5 separate regions of the Mus musculus genome follow, and regions 2, 3, 4 and 5 are each linked to region 1. A link is a contact called in public HiChIP or PLAC-seq data. All regions are on one chromosome and are shown on one strand. Each heading gives the region's core, a stretch centred on a gene start, on an enhancer-like site or on the middle of the called end of the contact. The rest is flanking DNA. Distances are from core to core; before and after follow the strand shown.

Region 1 (2,706 bases), core at 92-2,591:
GAAGTAATGGAAGCAAATGCAAATACCTGAACTAGCTTAGAGATCCAAAACTATCAGTCTTGAATGGCCCCACTCAGAGCCCCTCCCACTCTGAACATTTTTTCTCATCTTCCTAAAAAGAAAAAAGAAAAGAGCAACAAACTAGCAGAAGTCAACTGTCTTAGGGTTTCACTGCTGTGAGCAGACACCATGACCGTGTCAACTCTTATAAGGACAACATTTAATTGGAACTGGCTTATAGGTTCAGAGGTTCAGTCCATCATCATCAAGGCGAGAGCATGGCAGCATCCAGGCAGGCATGGTGCAGGAGGAGCTGAGAGTTCTAAGTCTTCATCTGAAAGCTGCTAGCAGAGCAGTGCCTTTCAGGCAGTCCATAGGATGAGGGTCTTAAGTCCATGCCCACAGTGACACACCTACTCCAAGGCCACTCCCACTACAACAAGGCCACACCTCCTAATAGTGCCACTCCCTGGCTCAAGCATATAAGTTACACCAACAACTGACTACTTAAAATTAAGAACTCCAGGGTGGTGAAAAGTCCCCCCAAGCACACAAAGTTCTATTCTAACAGGTGTTTATTGTTTGCAACTGCACAGAAATGCACAAGCAACTCCTCAAAGGAAAGAAACACACACAAACGGAAGCTGCCTAAAAAGAGAGAGCAGCTTACAAAGAGAAAACCAGAAAGGGGGCGCGCATGAGAAATGGTGACCAGTCAAACCTTGGAGACGCATACCTTTAATCCTAGGCAGAGGCTGGCAGAGGTCTGAGTACAAGGCCAGCCTGGTCTACAGAGTGAGATCTAGGACAGCCAGGGCGACACGGAGAAACTACGTGGTGCAAACCCCATCCCATTCCGCCCCACCCTACCCTACCCCCTGCTGCCATCAGGGAGGGGAGGGGAGGGGAGGGGAGATTTTGTTTGCTTTGGACAAATACATTTTCCACGCCAAACGCAGATGTGCAATGCCCAGGCCAAAGAGAATGAATTTGGGCTTTGATCCACATTTCCAAGCTGGCCTTCTAGAAAGCATGGCTCCTTTGAGTCTTTTTACTTTTGTTTCTAATCACATCCCACTCCCATCGCTGACGTGGTCAGAGAATTCCACCTAATTTAGAACCGGGAAATCCCACGGTGAGGCTAGGGGACTCCTTACAACCTGCAGGGCTTCCCCAGTGCTTCGTAATGGAAGGCAGGGGACCCCGCGCTCTGCCCCGACCACCGATCTGGGACGGCGGAGTTCGGAGTTCGCAGCAGGTCAGGGTGCAGTGGGGCCGGGCAGAGGCAGAGGAGGGCGGCCCGGGGCGGGGCAGCTTGGCCGGTCCCTCCCCTGCGGCCGCGTCCCCGCCGGTCCTGCCGACGTGGCGGGGCGGGACCCGGGACTCCCGCGCGCACTCGGCCGGCCAAGCGGTAAGAGCCCGGGGCGCCCTCTCCCCATCCCCTTCCCGGGCGGGAGGGGACCAGCGCGCCGCGACCCTTGTCCGCTGTAGGGTGTGAGAAATCACCGGCGGGGAACCGTCCCGAGAAAGCAACTTGCTTGGGCACGAAGGTCGGGGGAGACGCGGCCGAGGGCCCTGCGTGGGTGCGGGCGTGTGAGTGTGTGTGTGTGAGTGTGTGTCGCTCCAAGTCCACGCTCATGCACACACCCACACGCCCGCACGCCCGGTCTGCACCCTCGTCCGGCCTGGAGCTCCGTGGAGTCCGCTGCCAGAGGCTAGGCACAAGCCAGTCTGGAAAGTTTCCCCAAGTGTCCCAAGTCTGGGGTGGGCTGTAGGGTCCTCCCAGCGCGACGCTCTGAGGGATCCAGTTCTTGCTAGTCAAAGACCTCCATTCCTAGGGTGAGCTTGTCCTCCCCCTGGGAAAACCGAGCACAGGCCTTGACCTCCATCCTGATCCATCATCTTTCCCTGGCATGCCCCACACCCAGCATGCCTGCGCTCCTGCCCCCCTGAAACACCTTAAGCTAGCACCGTTTGCATTCCCAGGACCCTCTTGGGCCCCCTCTTCCCCACCCCAAAGGCAGCCCCTTTACCCAGCCAGCTTGTCTTCTCCGAGGAATCTGGTGAGTATTTCCCAGCTGTCAGTCAGTCCCCACTTGGATTTCACTGGCTTTTCTTAAAGAAGGAGGACTTTCGGCAGACTATGGGAGCACTCTCTGGGCCATACCATCAGTGTCCACCCCTGAACCTCTTGATAGAAGCTGATGGCTTTTTAAATCAGCAGTCCTTGAACTCCTCCCTGGGACACCAGAACAAGAGAAACAAGGTCATTCCGAGAAGCCTCTCTTAGCTCACCTGGCTTCCTAGAGTTCTTTCCTCCCCAGCCCATATCCTAGACTCTCTCCTCCATTTCCTCTATCAATCCTGAAATGTTCTGATTAAACTTCTTACATTGAAAGCTGCCAGCGATGGAATGAAACTCCAAGGGTGGGATTTGAAGCACAAGTTAGCCAGTGTAGAAGGAATTTGGGGACGGGGGGTGGGGGGTGGGGGGCGGGGTGTTAGGGGGTGGGGGGCTTCCTGAATCTTGGGGATTCAGAAGTGTAAGTAGTTATTTCTTTCATCAGAGCAGGCTTATGTGAGACATCGTTTTTCGTTCAAATCAATATCAAACACAGTATATATCAGTTGAGTAAATATTTGTGGGTCAGAACGAAGCAAGGGCTCGTGGTTCACAGGCTTGAAGGGTGACATAGACGAGTCTTC
Region 2 (2,706 bases), core at 121-2,620, 700 kb before region 1:
AAAAGGAACTCCTGTGGACTTTGGACCGGAGGCCCTTGCTCTATACTCAGTTACAATGTTCTTACCTTGTGTCTCACCTGTTTTAAGAGTGCTGACGCTAGAGGAGTCATCCTCTGACAACAAAAAGCAACCCTAGCAATTATTTCCACTATTTCCTGTCAGTCTGTGAAAAATAGCCCAGAAAAAACAATTTACCACACAAAGTCTGTCCTGTGAGCTTGCTGCCGCCGTCGGTCAGCCGGTCGGTCGGCCCAGCTGACTTGCTGTTGACCCTTGGCTCCTCTGTGCAGGTTGACGAGATCATGATGACTCTGAAGCAGGCTTTCACGGTAGCTGCGGTGCAGCAGACGGCTAAGGCACCAGCCCAGCTCTGTGAGGGCTGCCCCTTGCAAGGCCTGCACAAGCTCTGCGAAAGGATAGAGGGTGAGTAGGGGGCACTTTTAGCGTGTAGCACCAAGGCCTTGGGTGGGAGTGCTTGTGGCACTACTCTGTAGGGCCATGTCAGAGGGATCATAGACGACCTCACATCGTGCAGTGGATGTGTTCTGTGTGACAAGAATCTTTCCTGGGCATGATGGAGACAAAGCTAAGGACCCACACCCCCTCTTGCCATCTCTCCTCCAAGACACCCTGGGAGGAATAAAGAGGTTAGGAATGCATGTGGTCCAACATTTACTGAGCTGTGTGAGAATGGTGGGTCTTTCAGATTGAACACCACAGAGATCTAGTGAAAGGAGACCTAAGAAGTTTACCATGTTTTCTAGTAGAGAGTCACCTGCAGTTCTGCCAGGGCAGTTTTAATGGAGGAGAGCAGAAAACGGGTCCTGATTGAGAAGTGAGTGGGGAGGAATAAAAACCAAAACCCCAAAACCATGGTGACAATCTTAACTACAGTTTCTAGATGCTTATGAAATGTCACCATTTGCAGGATTTATTTGATAGTAAGAGTTACTGTTTGGTAGTAAGCCTTTCTATCTAGGTGTATGGTTTTTGAGATTGTCACATGATTTAAATTATCTGATTGTAGAAACAAAGGCATGATCATCTTGTGTATCTAGAATACTTGTCACAAACTATAATTCGGTAAAGAAAAACTATATTGACATTTAGACCTAGTTTCTCTCTCTCTTTTTTTCCTAAGTAATTGTGGGAAACAGTGCTTAGAGGTTTTTAAAAGATACTGTCAATTTTAACTTCATCATGGTGTGAAGAAAAAGTAAAATTATTTATAATTTTATAAATAAATTGAGAGGTTAGAGCCATCTAGGGATAAACTCGGGTATTGCAAGCCCCGGATCCACTGTCTGACTACCAGGCAGGCGCTACCTGCAGCTACCCTCTCAGAAGAGGAAGGAGCTCTCTTGGGTGAGAACTGTTCAGGCTAGGGTGAAGTCTGGCCCTGGTCATCAGGGAGGGGCAGCAGATAGGGTGGTAGTGAGTGGTCAGGACTCCTATGGAGGAATCTGGGAAGAAGTATTGTGTGCCCTTTTTCTTCACTTTGCATCTAATTCTATTTTGTAGGTGTATGGTTTTTGATATTGTCATATGATTTAAATTATCCAATTGTAGAAACAAAGGCATGATCATTTCTTATGTATCTCGAATACGTGTCACAAACTGTAATTCTATAAAGAAAAACTATATTGACATTTAGATCTATTTCTTCTTTTTCTAAGTAATTGTGGGGAAAAGTATACCCAGATATACAATGTATCGTTTTCACCTTTTTTTTTTTTTTAGAGTCTGGTTCTTGAGTAAGGTTCCCACTGCTCTCCTTTCATCTTCCTGAGTCACAGCTCTCTCCCCCTTGTAACTTGCCACAGCCCCAGGCAGCCACCGTTCTACTTTGTGTTTTCCTCTGTGTGTGTGTGTGTGTGTGTGTGTGTGTGTGTGTGTGTGTGTGTGTGTTGGGGTAATTTGTGGTGTGTGAATGTATACATATGTGTGCCTGTGTGTGTAGAAGCCAGAGCAGGGACATGGCTGTTTTCCTTTGACTTTCTCTGCCTTGTTGACTTCAGACAGGATTTCTCACTGAACCAGAGCTGGTTTTGGCTGGATTAGTCCGGCTGGTAAGTGCTGAGAGTCTATTTGTCTCTGTTCCCTGTGCAGGAGTTAGAGGCCCGAGCAGCGTGCCCTGCTTTGATTGGAGGTTCAGTGACTTACTGAGGTCTCTTACCACTGAGCTTTCTCCCTTTCTGATTCTACAATTTGAGTTAATCTAGGTACCCTGTATAGTGGAATCAGTAGGATTTGGTTTCTTGGTTTTGGTTTCTTTCACTTAGCATTGCATCTTCTGGGTTTGCTCATTTTATACATGTCAGGATCCTATTTCTTTCTTTGGCTGAATAATATTCTATCAGTTGATTCATTTATTCATCACTGGACATTCCAGTTCTTTTGGCCTTTTCCTGTGTGAGCAGTAGTGCTAAGAATTTTGGTATACACACATCTGTTCAGGTTTCTGCTTTCCATTCTTTAGAGTTAGTGAATTTGCTACTTCATATGGTGAGTGTTCATATGGGTTTCTGTTGCTGTGGTGAAACACCATATCCAAAGCAATTTGGGGACGAAAGGGTTTATTTGGTTTATACTTCCACATCAAGGTTAATTATTGAAGGAAGCCAGGATAGGAAGTCAAACAGGGCAGGAACCTGGAGGCCCAAGGTGATATGGAGGGGTGCTGCTTACAGGCTTGCAACCCATGGC
Region 3 (2,706 bases), core at 62-2,561, 610 kb before region 1:
CCACTCTGTGCCTACCATGATGTCTCCCACTCAGGACACTGGTTTCAAGGGTACAGGGCCTTCAATCAACTCACAAACCCTAGGGAGACATAGAAGATGTACCTTAACAGGCGGTCAGGAAAACTGGACAGTACAGGTCAGGGCTGTGCTCTCATGATGGGGCTAGAGCTTGGGGGAGCAGTGATCCTAACTCAAGACCAGAACAGCTGGGCTGGGAAGTCAGATGTGAACGGGATTGTATCAGGTGCCTATTTCTGATGATTTGCTAGCTCAAACCAGCCTTTGTTCATCGGCAGGAAGGAGACAGCCAACATTCAATCTGTCTTTAAGATGCTTCAGCCCAGCAGGGACACGGGGACTCAACCCACCAGAGACCAGCACACAGTGGCCAACACAGAGGCATTTTTGAGTCCAGACATCAAATCCTATAGTAACAGCTGTGGCCTCTGCTGCAAAACTATCCTGAGCACTTAGGGCATGTTTAACGTTCTCAAAAATCCCATCTGGCTGGTTTGATTACAGCCCGTGTCTCATAAATAAGGATGTAAACCCTCCAAGGGTTTACTGACAAGCACATCTCACAGACAAGAAATCAGGATTTGTCCCCAGCTCCCTGGAAGCACTCTGGACTACCATGGACCATATTGCTCCAGGTTCTGTTTGGCTGAGGGGAGGAGCAGTCCAGCTGTTTCACCTGCCAAATCCACATCTGGCTGCTGTTCCTTCTAACTGGGCTCAAGCTGCCCAGGGAACAAATACTGTCGGAATCACCTAGCTCCTCTGGATCCAGCAGGTACAGCCCGCATCACCCTACTCCCAATCGGTACCTGCAGCTGAGAAACCTGACTCTGCGAAAGGCTCAATCCCTCTACCATTCTTTGCAACCCCCACAGTCCCTAGGGGCCCCTCCAGATCTGTGTCTACTCCAGGAGAGGGCTGGGCTTTGGATCTATGCTTTTTGTCACGATCTCTGTTCCCCTTGGCAGGTTCCATCTGGCTTTTAGATATTATAAATAGCCGCAACTAGGGTGTGACTTGGGTGGAGCCCCGGAGCCTGCTGCTCCACCCTGGAGGGGGGAAAAGGCTTATTTAATTCATTTCTGCACTTGGCAGCCTCTAACTATTTAGAAAGCCAATTAGGCAGCAGCTGTTGGTTGGGAGTTTTTTTTTTTTTTTTTTCCTCCCCCTAGCCTAAGATGGCCTGTCTGATTTTTTTTCCATGCCTGAGATTTAAGCTTTTGCAGGAGGTTGGGTGGGGTGGGTGGGGCAGACCCACAGCAACTCTGAATACAAGCTGTCTATGCTTGGCTGACTCTTGGCAAGCTCCTGAACTGGTGGTGGTGGTAGCTGTGGTGGGGTGGTGGCAATTGAGAACCAGCTCTCTGCTGCTTCCGGGATGCAGGAGTTTGGAATAAAAAAAAGAAAGAAAGAAAGGAAGAAAGAAAGAGAGAGAGAGAGAGAGAAAGAGAGAGAGAGAAAGAAGGAAAAGAAAAGAAAAAGATGCTTCCCAGAGAGAGAGGAGCCCTGTTACTGGTGTCTGAGGAAGTCTTAAACTAATGCCTTCACCAGTGTCCTGGAAAGTTCTGGAATGCTTGGCTTCAAGCAGACCTTGTGTCACTGACAACTCATTTGATGTTGATCATGTGTGTGATGTGGTTGGTATCCATTGGAACCCACTGTGGTGTCATAACCCTGGTGGGAATGAGAGTGCCTGCCAAAGTTGTGGGGAGGGTGGGCCAGCAGTTGCACCTGGCACATAGTAGGATTCACTGATGACCATTTTTCCTGGCTTCCTATTAGGGCAATGAGTCGCACAGAGCCAGAGAGCAGGCAAGGGTTTGCGACTTACAGGACGAGCAGAAGAGATTGGAGGCCTCCCAGTTACCAGTGCTTGTTGATATTTGAAGTGATTATTTTTAAATGAAAGCACCACGTGACGCAATTATCTGTTGTTGCATAACGTTAAAACCTTACAAGGCAAGTGAGACCCACAGCAATAAAAAATGCAAAGAAAGTAGATCTCTCAGCAGACAAAAGAAAAAAGGATCGTCTATTACAGAAGCCGCAGCCATTGTTAAAGCTTTGCTGTGAGATCACCGGTCCTTTCTCTGGTCCTATATTAACGCTCACGTGCACCTGTGTATTGGAAGGTACCAGGGCAAGGCTGGCTGAGGCTCTGAAGCTGAAAGTAGCAAGGAAATAATCTATAATCCTCACCCTAAGGTACTATGAATCTGCTTGGAGCTTCTGTGAAGAGTAGGAGTGGAGTAGGGATGTGGGGAGCACTGGCATCTGGTGAGTCTCTGTGGTGAGTCAGTACAGAGTGAGAGCCCTGCTCCTAGTGAAAAGGACTGAATGTAAACATGTGTGCTCAGGTCTGTCCTGTGCCATAATGCCACAGTTCTACTGGATGAGGGCTCCATCACTTGATCTCATTTAACCTTAGCTTCCAAATGTCCCACCCTCCAAAGGCTGTCGTATTAGGTTTCTGCTCTCGTAACACCACACAACGGGAATTAAGTTTTGGCATGACTTTCAGGGAGAACACTCAAGCCACAGCACTCCTGTTCTGGTGTATCCTGAATACAAGGCCAGGATCATCCTGCTTGAGGTAACTCTACATCCGCACGATCCTGGGTGGGGTGAGAGCAGTGACTGTCAGTCAGCTTCCTGATGTGCACTCCAGAACTCTGAAGAATAATTGTA
Region 4 (2,706 bases), core at 155-2,654, 530 kb before region 1:
GATGAAGTATCAAAACCCTTTCAGCCCTGCCATAGCTAATGGGCCCCTTAGTTCCTGAAGCTGATGAAATGGAAGCTGGTCCCCCTGCCACACACTTGCTAAAGGAAACTTTTGGAGGGAGAATTGCTTTTGTATATTCTTGTACAGAAGATCTTTTGGGACATCATGACCTGTTGAAGATAAGACCCCAGTAGGAACTGGCACATCCTCCATTGGGGACACATTCCTCAGGCCCTGTGTTGCAGGAGGCCATCGTGACATGCCAGCACTTTCTGCGGCTTCCTTCCCACAACCTTATGGGAGTCTGCTTTGCCCACAGATGTGTGCTTGCCGTCTAGCTCGGTGTCTGGCACATGGGAGGAGTTCAACAAATATTTGTTAAGTGAATACATGGAAAATACTGGAACACTAAAAGTCTGCTCTTGCCAGGAGAATTTCAAAGCCCTTTTATATTAACAAATGTAAGAACTCCAAAATCGCCGAGCATTTGTGGATCTGAGAGGAAGGGAGGCTGGGTGCCCACAGGGTTTTGGCAGCAGTGTTGAATGTCTGGGAGCAGAGGTGGCAGGTGTGGTGGCCAGCCCAGCCCTGCAGTGGCATTAGCCTGGGGCTGGTCAGATGCTGTAGTGTATCCATCAGAATTTTAGTGAGGAGCTGATGGCATGTTCACGCTGGCTCAGTTCAGGAGGGTTTAAAGGATGTCTTATAAGAATGACCAGGGTGTAGTAAAGCCACCAGAGGGTGGAAGAAAGTCTGAGTGATATCCAATAGGGCTCTTACCATCCCCGGGGCTGAGAAGGATGGAGTGGATTTGGGGGCTTGGGGGAGGGGCTGCCTTGTAAAGAAGCAATGGCCATCCTGTAACAACATTTATAGAGGACCCTAAGAGAGCTCTCCCTGACTCACTTCCTATCTCAAGGTTTCCTGTTGTGCTTACCCAACAAGGTTCCTAAACCCGGTGGAGTCCAGTTGTAGCAAGTCATCCAGGGCATCTATGGGTGGGGAAGGGGGATCAGGGGTGTGACAGGGATGCAGGCCCTGCAGGAGATTCTGACTGCAGAGTACAGCTCGTGAAGTCACTATTGGTCACGTGAACTGAAATTAGAAAGCACAGAAGTGTCAGGATGCGTAGGGCTGAAACTGACGCAGGGTGGAGTGCCGGGCGGGGCTGGGAGCTCACTCACTCAGGGTGCACACACTTCATCCTTATTAATGATCTGTATGATACGATCGTCTTGCGGGAGATTGGCCAGGATGATCAGATGACAAGGTGTTACAACCCCTTGGAGAGAGAAACTAATGAAAGACTTGTCAGTGGAAAATGCCCCTGGACTTAAGGACAGGATCTAACAGATGAGAGCTGGCAGCGTGGGGCAGTGTGATTCAAAGCACACACATCTTTCAGGAGGCAGAAAACAGGAAGGGCAAGCTGTAAGCATCCATGGGTAAGACAGAGGGGAACTGGGCACGAGAAGCGCCAAGCTTGCTGGGGATTTTGATAGAAGAAAAAAAAAAAAATCTGTGCTGGGTGATTCATTCAAAGAGTGCACCTGTTTGCCTGGCGACCTTGGGGTTAATGACTCAGGCCTGAGAAAGAAGGACACAGAATTCAATCTACATAATGTAGGATGTCCTAATGAAGGTCACTCAGAAAACTCAAAGTAGATGGATAACTTCCTGGAACAAAACTAAAATAGACATTTCCCTTTCTGTTTATTCGTTGAACAGAGTCTTGCTGTATAGCTCCGGCTGGCTTGGAACCCCCATGATTTTCCTGTCTCAAGCTCCCAAATGCTGGGATGACAGAAGTGAGCCATCACTTCGGTTTCTTCCACATTTTTACCACTCTCATTGACTTGCAATTTGACTTCAAAGACTGTAAGCTACAGGACGAGCCTCTAAGCTATGCCTGAAAAGACATCTCCTTAGCCAGGCCTTTGTGACACACCCCTTTGATCTCAGTACTTGGGAGGCTGAGATAGATGGATCTCTGAGTTCAAGGCCAGCCTGCTCTACAGAGGAAGTTCTAGGACAGCCAGGGCTACACAGAGAAATGCTGTCTCAAAAATAAAAGTAAAAAAATTAAAAAGAGAGAAGAAAAGATACTCCTTGTAAAATCTGTTGTAATGGCTCCAAGATACAAGTGGCCCGCAAACTGAGTGCAAAAAAGTAGTTAAAAAACAAAACAAAAGTGCTGACTGTTAAAAACTAAATGTTATAAAGAATTTTAATAACATGTTAAATGTGTTTTGAGATATGCAAGTCTACCATCTCATTCTAGTTACATGCATGCACACATGCATGAACATGCATGCATAGAGGCATACATGCGCACACACACACACACACACACACACGAACACACACCAAAGTGGATGTGTAAGATCACCATGAAATCATTAAAGATGATCAAACATGATTTAGAAATGATGCCAATTTTTGTCTGTCTTTCCTTCCTCTTTGCTTCCTTCCTTTTCTCTTCCTGTCATTTCTTTCCTCTCCATTCTCTCTTTTAAAACAAACAAACAAAAAGGTCTCATGTAGTTCAGGCCAGCCTGGAGCAAAGGCTGGCTTTGAACCTCTAATCCTCTTGCCTTCGACTACCAAGTGCTGGTATTACAGGCAATAATACCCCTATGCCTGGTTGTCCCCACCCCACCCCCCCGCCCTTATTAACACTCCCTAAATCTCTACAGTGGCCGCACA
Region 5 (2,706 bases), core at 92-2,591, 520 kb after region 1:
ATCTACACAGGAGGAAAAGATTTGATACGAGGTCCGTTACTGCCCAAGGGCACACCCTTCAAAGATAGGGGTCTAAATTCCTAAGACTTCTTCCCAGATTTGATGGACAGCAATCAATCTGTTTCCTCGTTCCTTCCTGCTGCTTTCCACAGAAACACTATAAGTATCTTGGAGAGGGGGAAATGTCCCTTTTCGAAAACACGATGGAACATCCAGGCTTGGTTTTCTGGTCTGAGTGCGGAGGGCAAAAGGGTGGGCGGCTACACTGAAGGAATCTGCGCGAGCAGGGAGTCACCTGAAGCAGGAGCACGCAGCTGCTTCCCCTAACCTCCACAGCAGACACAGGGCAGCGAGCGTTTCCAGACTAGAACCCTTGGTAAACTGTAGGTTTTTCCCAATTCTGGTACGGATAGCTGCCAAGTGACACCACAACACAAAATCGGGAGGGTGTCTTCCACACATGCAGGTATAAATGCTTCCTGAAGCTCATCAGGCGCTCCAGCTGTAAACCCAGGGCACTCCATTACTAAGGCCGCATCCTCGGCTTTTCCAACTGGGGCAACTAAAAGCATCCTGCCGCCTCGCTACAGTTAGCAAGTATCATCTTGGCTAAAATCCTAACGTTTAAGCAGCCACTTCGGAAAACTTCGGCTTTAAGCAGCGACACGGATCTCAAACCATTGCCAGGCTGTTGCCCTGCATTCCTTCCGATAACGGTGCTGCTACCTGCTCCATTGTCAGCCCCGGCTCCACGTACTGAACCAACAGAACTGAACCAACAGAAAAGGGGAATCCTTTAAATCCGCAACACAATGGAGGCTAAAGAAGAGCTCTGGCTTTTAGGATGGCAGCTACCAACACACCACAACAAAAGGGCCCCGTCCGGGTGACTTCATCGAACCCACCAGGCAAACGCCACCGCCCGGCCTTCGGGGTGACTGTCCCTAACCCCCTGCACGCCCGCGCCGCCTATGGGGCCCTAAAAGTGAAAGCACCCGGACTGCGGGTGCCTGTGCAGCCCAGCTGCAGGCTGCCGGGCCAGCGGCTGCGGGCTCCCCGGGTGCAGCGCCCAGCCAAAGGCGCCCGCTCCGCCGCAGCGGTCCCCGGGTGCGCGCGGCCACAGAAGTGGCGACGCCAAGAGGGTCGCCGAGGAGGGCGGTGGGCCGGGGAGAGAGGGGGGGACGGGACACTCACCCGCCCAAAACAGCGGCGGGCGGGGAGGGTGGCGGCCGGGAGCGTTCCGGACGCCGCTGTCGCTGCCGATGCTGCTGGCCGCCGGCCTCCTCCCCTCTGTTTGGATTCGATAGACCACGTCACTCTTAGCCACGAGACCCGGATCTGCGGGCTCCCCGAGGGCGGCGCAACAGATTGTAGCACCCGGAGCCGCTCGTGACCCTACCTAGGGAGCATGCGCGTGTCGCGCGGGCCACCTGCGTCGGAGGGGGGCGGCTCCCGCAGCTCCGGCGCTGACGTGCGTGGGCGCGCCCGGCGTGGGGGAGGCAGTTCCGGTGTGGCGGGGTGGGGTTGCTCCACCGAGAAGGAAGGGCAACCCGGCTGTTAAGTTGTCCCACGTCGCCTCCGTGCTGTCTTCCGTGGTCATGATCATCTGACGTGTCTGTCTGTTTGTCGAGGGAATGGCTTCTGTCCACGGCGGTGTTTAGTCATACTTAGGCGGAGGGGCGCGCGCACAAATTGATGACTGCTGAGACCCGGTCTACCTGCAGAGGTGGCGGTGGGAGTTCATCATCAGGCACGCGTGAAAATCGGAACTCGAAGATTACAGAAGCATGTCAGCTGGGAGGTGGGGAGGGATGAGTGATCCTGATGACGTTCGGATTTTGGATTGGAAAACAGACCTAAATTAAGTTCAACCTTAACCTTAAAAGAGAGATGTTAGAAGCCGGATGTGATGGCTCAACAGCAGAAGCAGAGACAGGCTGGTTTGCAGAGCGAGTTGCAGGACAGCCAGGGCTGCATTGAGAAACCCTGGGGGAGTGGGTGGGAGTATGTGAATTTGAGCCCAGCCAGTGCAGCATAGAATATGTCTGGGTTTTTTTGTTTTTTGTTTTTAAAAGTGAGGGGAGCCTAGCCATGGGTTTGCCCTCCTAGTGGAGGAGGGAATGTGGCCAAAGGAGGTAGCAGCACACCATTCTTGGGCTTGGAAGTTAGGAAGCAGTATTTCAACAATCCAAAGACAGCTTAATTCCCATGTAAGAAAGGACGGGAAATACCAGCAAATTGAAGTGTGGAGCCTGATAAGCAAAAAGAGCACCTCTGGAAGCAGCTGTGGCAGCCGTAATTCTACAGATGTATCCAATGACCTCGAGGAACTCTGGACGAAACTAAGCATATTTTTATAAGAAAGTACAAGAAAAAAATTATCCTGAGAATCTAAAGTCTGGACAAAAAATAGTGAACGGCAGAAAACATCCACTTGGAATTTCATTTTCTTCCCTAATAGTTTAACAATCTGACAACAAAAAAAGAAAAACAAAACCCTTTAAAACAGTGCTGCACAGTCTGTCTTTGGCTACATGGTTCACAATCCGTGTTCTACTGAGGTATGGCCTGCTTTCTTTGGTAAGGTTACAAGTTAGAAAAGAAAACAAAACCCGACCAGCGAAAACAAGCAGGGGAGCTCTGTCTTCCCTGGTACACACTGTAACTACAAAATTTCAATGAAGAAACATCCCATATTTAAAACAG

Evidence for each region. HiChIP or PLAC-seq counts read pairs in DNA pulled down with a chosen protein or histone mark.
Region 2: a contact with region 1 is called in an H3K4me3 HiChIP or PLAC-seq map of embryonic stem cells, with 5 times the contacts expected there. The contact joins the enhancer-like site here to the promoter of Fam114a1 in region 1. A contact is called at or near these places in 11 of 39 promoter capture datasets (3T3-L1-derived adipocytes, the C10 cell line, cranial neural crest and 4 more), 5 of 115 datasets of contacts at active chromatin or transcription factors (astrocytes, bone marrow-derived macrophages, embryonic stem cells and 2 more) and 2 of 9 other capture datasets (embryonic stem cells and liver).
Region 3: a contact with region 1 is called in an RNA polymerase II HiChIP or PLAC-seq map of embryonic stem cells, with 9 read pairs. The contact joins the enhancer-like site here to the promoter of Fam114a1 in region 1. A contact is called at or near these places in 10 of 39 promoter capture datasets (the 3T3-L1 cell line, cranial neural crest, embryonic stem cells and 6 more), 7 of 484 Hi-C or Micro-C datasets (the C2C12 cell line, cortical neurons, cranial neural crest and 3 more), 11 of 115 datasets of contacts at active chromatin or transcription factors (acute myeloid leukemia, bone marrow-derived macrophages, differentiating embryonic stem cells and 7 more) and 3 of 9 other capture datasets (bone marrow-derived macrophages, embryonic stem cells and macrophages).
Region 4: an H3K4me3 HiChIP or PLAC-seq map of bone marrow-derived macrophages shows a contact between it and region 1, with 4 times the contacts expected there. The contact joins the enhancer-like site here to the promoter of Fam114a1 in region 1. A contact is called at or near these places in 6 of 39 promoter capture datasets (cranial neural crest, embryonic stem cells, hippocampal neurons and 3 more), 8 of 115 datasets of contacts at active chromatin or transcription factors (bone marrow-derived macrophages, embryonic stem cells, microglia and 1 more) and 2 of 9 other capture datasets (embryonic stem cells and liver).
Region 5: a contact with region 1 is called in an H3K4me3 HiChIP or PLAC-seq map of bone marrow-derived macrophages, with 3 times the contacts expected there. The contact joins the promoter of Smim14 here to the promoter of Fam114a1 in region 1. A contact is called at or near these places in 3 of 39 promoter capture datasets (the C10 cell line, liver and pre-B cells), 1 of 484 Hi-C or Micro-C datasets (uterus) and 3 of 115 datasets of contacts at active chromatin or transcription factors (bone marrow-derived macrophages, memory CD8 T cells and pancreatic cancer cells).

Annotation. Positions count from the first base shown.
Region 1 is chr5:64,968,734-64,971,439 of GRCm38.p6, forward strand. Fam114a1 (family with sequence similarity 114, member A1) reads left to right here and starts at 1,342. Exons shown (of 14, transcript NM_026667.3): 1 at 1,342-1,411. It overlaps Mir574 (microRNA 574), which reads left to right and starts at 1,585; the gene lies at 1,585-1,662. It also overlaps a transcript of Tlr6 not described here.
Region 2 is chr5:64,264,036-64,266,741 of GRCm38.p6, forward strand. It overlaps Tbc1d1 (TBC1 domain family, member 1), which reads left to right. Exons shown (of 22, transcript NM_001310611.1): 6 at 291-423. Among named protein-coding and RNA genes, the nearest start is that of Gm38634, 8.2 kb to the left of the region's middle. Within about 2 kb of position 1,371, at least 24 of the 459 cell types and tissues checked have an H3K27ac peak or open chromatin away from gene starts, as enhancers often do. A contact at or near this core is called in embryonic stem cells, where this site is marked.
Region 3 is chr5:64,363,645-64,366,350 of GRCm38.p6, forward strand. No RefSeq gene overlaps it. Among named protein-coding and RNA genes, the nearest start is that of Gm43837, 13 kb to the right of the region's middle. Within about 2 kb of position 1,312, at least 96 of the 459 cell types and tissues checked have an H3K27ac peak or open chromatin away from gene starts, as enhancers often do. A contact at or near this core is called in the C2C12 cell line, cortical neurons, embryonic stem cells and 1 more, where this site is marked.
Region 4 is chr5:64,437,452-64,440,157 of GRCm38.p6, forward strand. No RefSeq gene overlaps it. Among named protein-coding and RNA genes, the nearest start is that of Gm31363, 13 kb to the right of the region's middle. Within about 2 kb of position 1,405, at least 52 of the 459 cell types and tissues checked have an H3K27ac peak or open chromatin away from gene starts, as enhancers often do. A contact at or near this core is called in bone marrow-derived macrophages and neural stem cells, where this site is marked.
Region 5 is chr5:65,491,542-65,494,247 of GRCm38.p6, forward strand. Smim14 (small integral membrane protein 14) reads right to left here and starts at 1,342. Exons shown (of 5, transcript NM_133697.4): 1 at 1,195-1,342.